Regions from separate parts of the Mustela erminea genome. Here region 1 is linked to region 2. Evidence: chromatin contacts called from public Hi-C data. All regions are on one chromosome and are shown on one strand. Each heading gives the region's core, a stretch centred on a gene start, on an enhancer-like site or on the middle of the called end of the contact. The rest is flanking DNA. Distances are from core to core; before and after follow the strand shown. Region 1 holds the start of NGDN (neuroguidin). Region 2 holds the start of HOMEZ (homeobox and leucine zipper protein Homez).

Region 1 (3,007 bases), core at 506-3,005, 140 kb after region 2:
AAACAATAAATTTAATGATCTCGTGTTCTGGCCAATACTTGTTGGTTGAATCCTGGAAGAGTTTTACAAAGATTTACTGTACTGTTAACTCCAAGATTTTCTTATAACAAAAAGAATGACTGGCAAGTACTTAATTATCAAAACCAAAACAAAGCAGCATAATTTGTTTCCTCACTGACATCATAATGCATATGAACAGATTAATTTCAAATTTCAAGGAAAAAAAAATCTTATTTGTGACCTAACAGGACAAGTATGAAGATTTATGTTGAAATGGCAACTTTTCAGGATGCCTGGGTGGCTCAGATGGTTAAGTGTCTGCCTTCAGGTCAGGTCATGATCCCAATGGTCTGGGATCAAGGCCCACATCCTTTCCGCTCAGCAGGGAGTCTGCTTTCCCTCTGCCCGCTGCTCTCCTTGCTTGTGCTCTTGCTTGCGGTCTCTGACAAATATTCATATATATATATATATATATAAAGGCAACTTTTCATAATACAAATCCTGACACGTTGTACAAAAATTATTAATAGAATGAATAGGTTATCAAGGCACTCTGAGCTTCCACATGGGCCTGAAGCAGCAAACCAACGTTAAGAGGCATAGGGACTGGATACAACTCATAACCATTCTTCCCGAGTCCCACAAAAAATTTAGAAACCAGTATCTTCCCACCCTGGCTGAGATATGCGGGTTATTCCTTCCTTAATTCCAGAAGACAGTTCCAAGTCAGGAGATCTCATTTCTTAGTCAGAGATCAGCTCGCCCTTGGCAGGACAAATTCAAGACCATTATCAGCCTCTGCAGGGTTTACATCCTAAGGCAGGGGATAGAAGAAATTAATACAGACTCAATTCACTTTACCAGCCTGTGAGAAGCAGGAGTGAATTGACGTATTTTGAAATATGGAGAAGAGAATGAAACAAGCTGGATTTGGACCAAGTTCTGCTGTGGACCTGTGTGATAGGGGCATGTCACATAAATCTTAACTGGCTTCCTCCTTTGTAAAACGCACTTTCACGTCCCCAAACGGGTAGGGGTGAGGAGTGTTGGGAGTGGCACATGGGAGTGGCACAGGGTCTCCTCCGCACACCACGAGGAGGTGAGAGTGGATGTCCTGGGCGTCCGTTTGTAATCTACCTCGGGGCTTCTCTGGCCAAGGCTCAGAGACCGAGTGACCTCTCCAGTGTCACACAAGTCTACTGACACAAAGTCGATCCAGGGCCCTTGCGGTCTGTGAAGGATCTCGCGCGGTCTGTGAGGAATCTCGCGCGACCTGCATTGGAGCAGCGGCATGCTACCGCGGATCCGTAACCCAGCCACCCCAGAGAGAAGCCGAGGACTGCCACCTAGCGGTCAGTTGTGGCCACGCAAGGCAGAGTAATGAAAAAGACTGGGTACGGCGGCATCCGGGAAGCCAATACGTTCTCAGTCGGCTCTGCAAACGTCTTTTTGCCATTGGGCCTTTCTAATTGTCTATCAGTCACTTGGCTAGTTTTATATTGGTTTAGCTCCAAAAATTCTATACAATCGGCTAATCACGCGTCCATTTCCACGAGCATTTTTACGTCATTAGATCGCACCCTAAATCTGACGAAGATAGTCAGTTCTTCCATTCTATTGGCTGGATGTGGCTCCAATCCCGCACATCCTGTTCGGGGCGGAAGTGAGATATCACTATTCCTATTGGCTTAGATTTCCAAGCGGCTGTTGTCTATCAAGTCTATCGCCCAATGTTAGCTCAGAAAGTACCGCCCCGGAAGAGGCAGGCTTTGTGAAGATGGCGGCGCCGGGTAGTCCAGTGAGTTTGCTTCCTCGCGTTGCTATTGTGGGATTTTCCTACACCCTCAGCTGCCCTGGGCAAGTTATTGGCGCGAAGGAAGGGAGTGATGAAAGGAAGCAGCCTGCTTGGCACAGCGGGGCGAGAGGAGGAGTAGGGTGACGGAGGTGAAGCTACCGCTTCTCTTAGAAATGTGGAGGATTGGCCGGCTTTGAAGCAAGTCTGCATGTGTACTGGAGTGGGAAAGTCGGAAGAATGGGGTGTCTGAAGGAGAGTGTTTTCCACCCCTCCAAATCTTCTCATAATCCCGAGGAAAGAAGGGCTTTTATTTTCTCTCTCCCTCTCACAGGTGGTGCTGGAGTCAGACCTGCCAGGTGCTGTCACACTTTTGAAGAACCTTCAGGAGCAGGTGAGTCATACCACCCCTTTGGGACGGGTTAGTGAAAAATTGGCTTTGGTTTTGTGTGCTTCACCTCCAAACTGTGGTCGTTTGAAGGCATGTATTGAATGATAGCAAATACTTTGAGAGCCAAGTGACTTAATGAAAACCTTTTCAGACTAGAATTTAAAGTAATTTCTGCATCCAAAGCAATACAGAAAACTCCAAAAAGAAGTCGTCTGAATGATTTTCTTTTCTATTATATAGCTAAGGAAACTAGTGCTGGGAAAAGTGGTATGATTTGCCCTTAGGGTACCTAGGTGTACTGGTTGAAAGTTCATCCAGTACCGATAAAGGTACAGCACCCTTCCCCCCACCACTGGCCCAGTTCCCATCCCTTCCCCCATGGTTTGGTACGATGGTTTCTGTAGCTTTAAGAAAAGGTGGAAAGTTTTTTGCACTTTTTGATGAAGTATCAAAAACCATCTCTGCTATACTTTCCCAGAACTGAAAAGAAAGTAGTGCTACATTTCAGGTAATGTTGCTGATGATTTTTAGGCGTCATTGTTTAGTTTATGCCCTTCATAGGTCACAGAGATGACTTAGGTGTATTCTCCTCAGCTGTTTTATTTGAACTGATTTCAGGTGATGGCTGTAACTGCACAAATACAAGCTCTGACAAAAAAAGTTCAAGCTAGAGCCTATCCTACAGAGAAGGTAAGACATATTTGAAGAGGGGAAACTGGGTGGCTCAGTCGCTAAGCGTCTGCATTTGGCTCAGGTCATAATCCCAACATCCTGGGATCGAGCCCCACATCAGGCTCTCTGCTCAGAGGGAAGCCTGCTTCTCC
Region 2 (2,793 bases), core at 92-2,591:
TCTGTCAAATAAATAAAATCTTTTTAAAAGTAAATAAAACAAAACAAAAAAACCCTTGAAATCATACATCAGAGGCAGTGGCACATTAGAATTACCTGGGAAATTTAAACCAGGGAACCCTCCTTCGTATTTTGACTTAAATTAGTCTGGACTCGGGCCCAGGCATCAGTACTTTAAAAAGTTCTCAGGGTGCAGCCAGATTTGAAATTCGCTTGTGTAGTTTATATGGAAAGACAACTGGGAACTCCAATCAGCAGACTTACACAAAAGAAAACGCCTGGACACTACCCCAGAAGATTGGTGCAATGAACATACTTTTAATGACAATGCTTAAGAGATGTATGCATCATTTAAAAAATTCCCAAGTTTAACTGGCTTGTTTTTTCAATCATTGCAATTTACCTGTCCTACTCATATAATATAAAAGGGCTTCAAATGTATGGTGAGGAGGTTCATACGATAAAAGATCTCCTGATCTGGGCCCACATTACCAAACAGGTCTCAGCTTGAGTCTTTCAGTTTAGAAGTCTCAGATTAGGACACAAAACCAGGAACCTCTGAGAACTCGGGTTCTCACTTTTTTGGTTTGTTTTCTGAGTATGGTTGGGTAGGGGGTCAGAAGGCGCAGTTTCTCCCAAACCTTTCATTCCCAAATACCATCGCTTCCCAGAAGTAAGACCAGGTTTCTGTACGTGTGTTGAGGTCGCCAGGAGGTAGTCGTGGGGGGAGGAGGAGAGGCCTGGGAAAGAAACGTTTCTCCTATCCTCCATTTCGCAGGCAGTCTATAAGGCTCCAAACTGGGTCAGAGAACAAAAAGTTGCTGCACTTGGGGCGATGAGCCCCAGGGAGCAGCCGAATCTCAATCCTCCCCTCGCGGGGGGGACGTCCCAACCCAGCCTTCCCCTCCTCCCTACACACCCACTCACCCTCCCCCAGTTACAACAGGGAACCGAAAAGTCCAGAGGAGAAAGGAGAGAGAACTGGGCGACTTCGAGCCTAGAATTCTCCAACCACCACCCCCCCTCCACAGCGCGGGGATGGGGCTCCGGAGGTCGGAGATCGTACAGGGGCTGGGAGGGGTAGTCGAAGGGGCTGGGGATCACTCACCACGGTCCGGCCCGGGCGGCGGCTCCCAGCCTCGCACCATGGGCCGGGGGGAAAGGGGGAGAAAGGGCAGGGGGCCTCCGGGGTGGGAGTGGGGTTCCCGCCCGGTGCGGCCTGCTCCAAGCCCACCCGCGCGGAGGGCCGGGACCGGGACTGCCCCCCCTGTCCCCGAGAGCGCGCCCGTATAGCCCAACCCTGGTCGAACGAGTTGGAGGCGGGGCGAATGGGTGGGGCGAGCTCCAGGGGCGGTGCCAAGGTGGCCCGTGTCCCGATTGGTGGAAGTAGGCAGGCAGGCACCGGCGGAACGCACTGGGCCGGCCATTGGCTGCGTGAGTCTCGGCTGAAGTCGGTTATTGGCTGGGAGGGCCTCAGCCGGGGTGGCTATTGGCTGCTTGGGTCAGGGAAGATGTCCCCCAGGGCCAGGGTGCTGTGAATGGTACCTCCTCTCCCCCCCTCCTCCCCCTCCCCCCGCTTTCGACCTTTCCGCGCGGGACCTTCGGAGTACGCTGAGCCCTGGTCCTCCCGGAATTGCCCCAAGGAATTCACAGGAGTTTGTTCAGTTGTCCAAGACTAACTTGCAACTACTCCCCATTTGTTCCTCCTGAAGGAAGACTTTTTTCAGCATCCCCTTGTCAGCCTTACACGCGAGTAGAACCAGAGCGGAGCCGCGCCTGCCCAGCCGAGGGCAGTCAGCAGCGTCGCTGTAAACGAAGCGCCCAGAGCAACCGGGAACTTGTTCTCCAGATGGATCAAATGTCTTGCAGCCTGAAAGACGAGGATCCCAGCAGCCCGGCCCCTTCAGAACGCTGCACAGGTGTTCCCACGGACTGAGTGCCGGAAGTAGGCACCTGTTTGGGGACCCCCCCCCAGACAATCCGACCCCTAGGCCCACCTCTCTGTCCCAGTGAGGAGGACCTGCCTCATAGATTTGAGGACCTTGATTTTCGCTGTCAAGAAAAAGATGGCAACAAAATGGGACTTTTCACCAGAGTAGTCACAAAAGTTGTGGACAAAAGTTAATATATTTGGAATTTGGGCCAAAGCTTGTATATTTAGGATTCTCGGTCTTTAAACAAAAACTTGGACACAGTACTTTCTGAAGTGATTCTTTTGTTCTTATATGCTAATCTTTGAAAAAGCCTCTTTTTGCCTTTAGGTCACTTAATAGTATACACAACTACAATAATTTATGAAACAATTTCAGACTTTGTTCTGTATCCCACAGACATCACCCCTCCCATATACTAGCCACCAAACCAATGCCTGCTATGGATTCTTTATTGCTCCAATTTAAGGTCTAGAGCACTTTCATGATTGTCAGACATCAGAAATGGTTTTCAACTTCAGCACTGAGCCTCATGTTAATTATGCCTATATTTTCACCTGCCCTCCTCCCAGCCCCATTACATTCAGTAAAAATTTCAACCTCCTAAGAGCCAGCCCTACAATATTCAAACTAGTATCCAGCAAAAACATCAGCAAAACATAGGTGTAAACCAAGGGAAGATATATATACTCAGCTTTAGAGTTGGAAACTTCTGATCCCTCAGGGTTTAAGCTAGGGCTCGTAGTACATAACAGACTTTGTCTTAAATCATGACTATTACCATGCCCCAATAATTTGTATACGATTAAAGAAAAAGTGAAATATTTTAGGCAGCAGCAGCCCTCAGTTTTCAGTGGAGTTGT

What was found. A called contact is a pair of places that touch in the nucleus more often than the background predicts.
Region 1: a Hi-C map of skeletal muscle shows a contact between it and region 2, with 10 times the contacts expected there. The contact joins the promoter of NGDN here to the promoter of HOMEZ in region 2. A contact is called at or near these places in 2 of 3 Hi-C or Micro-C datasets (skeletal muscle and spleen).

What each region holds. Positions count from the first base shown.
Region 1 is chr5:75,110,902-75,113,908 of mMusErm1.Pri, forward strand. NGDN (neuroguidin) reads left to right here and starts at 1,756. Exons shown (of 11, transcript XM_032343859.1): 1 at 1,756-1,798; 2 at 2,127-2,186; 3 at 2,802-2,873. The coding sequence starts at 1,778.
Region 2 is chr5:74,967,970-74,970,762 of mMusErm1.Pri, forward strand. It overlaps HOMEZ (homeobox and leucine zipper protein Homez), which reads right to left and starts at 1,342. Exons shown (of 3, transcript XR_004285850.1): 1 at 1,108-1,342.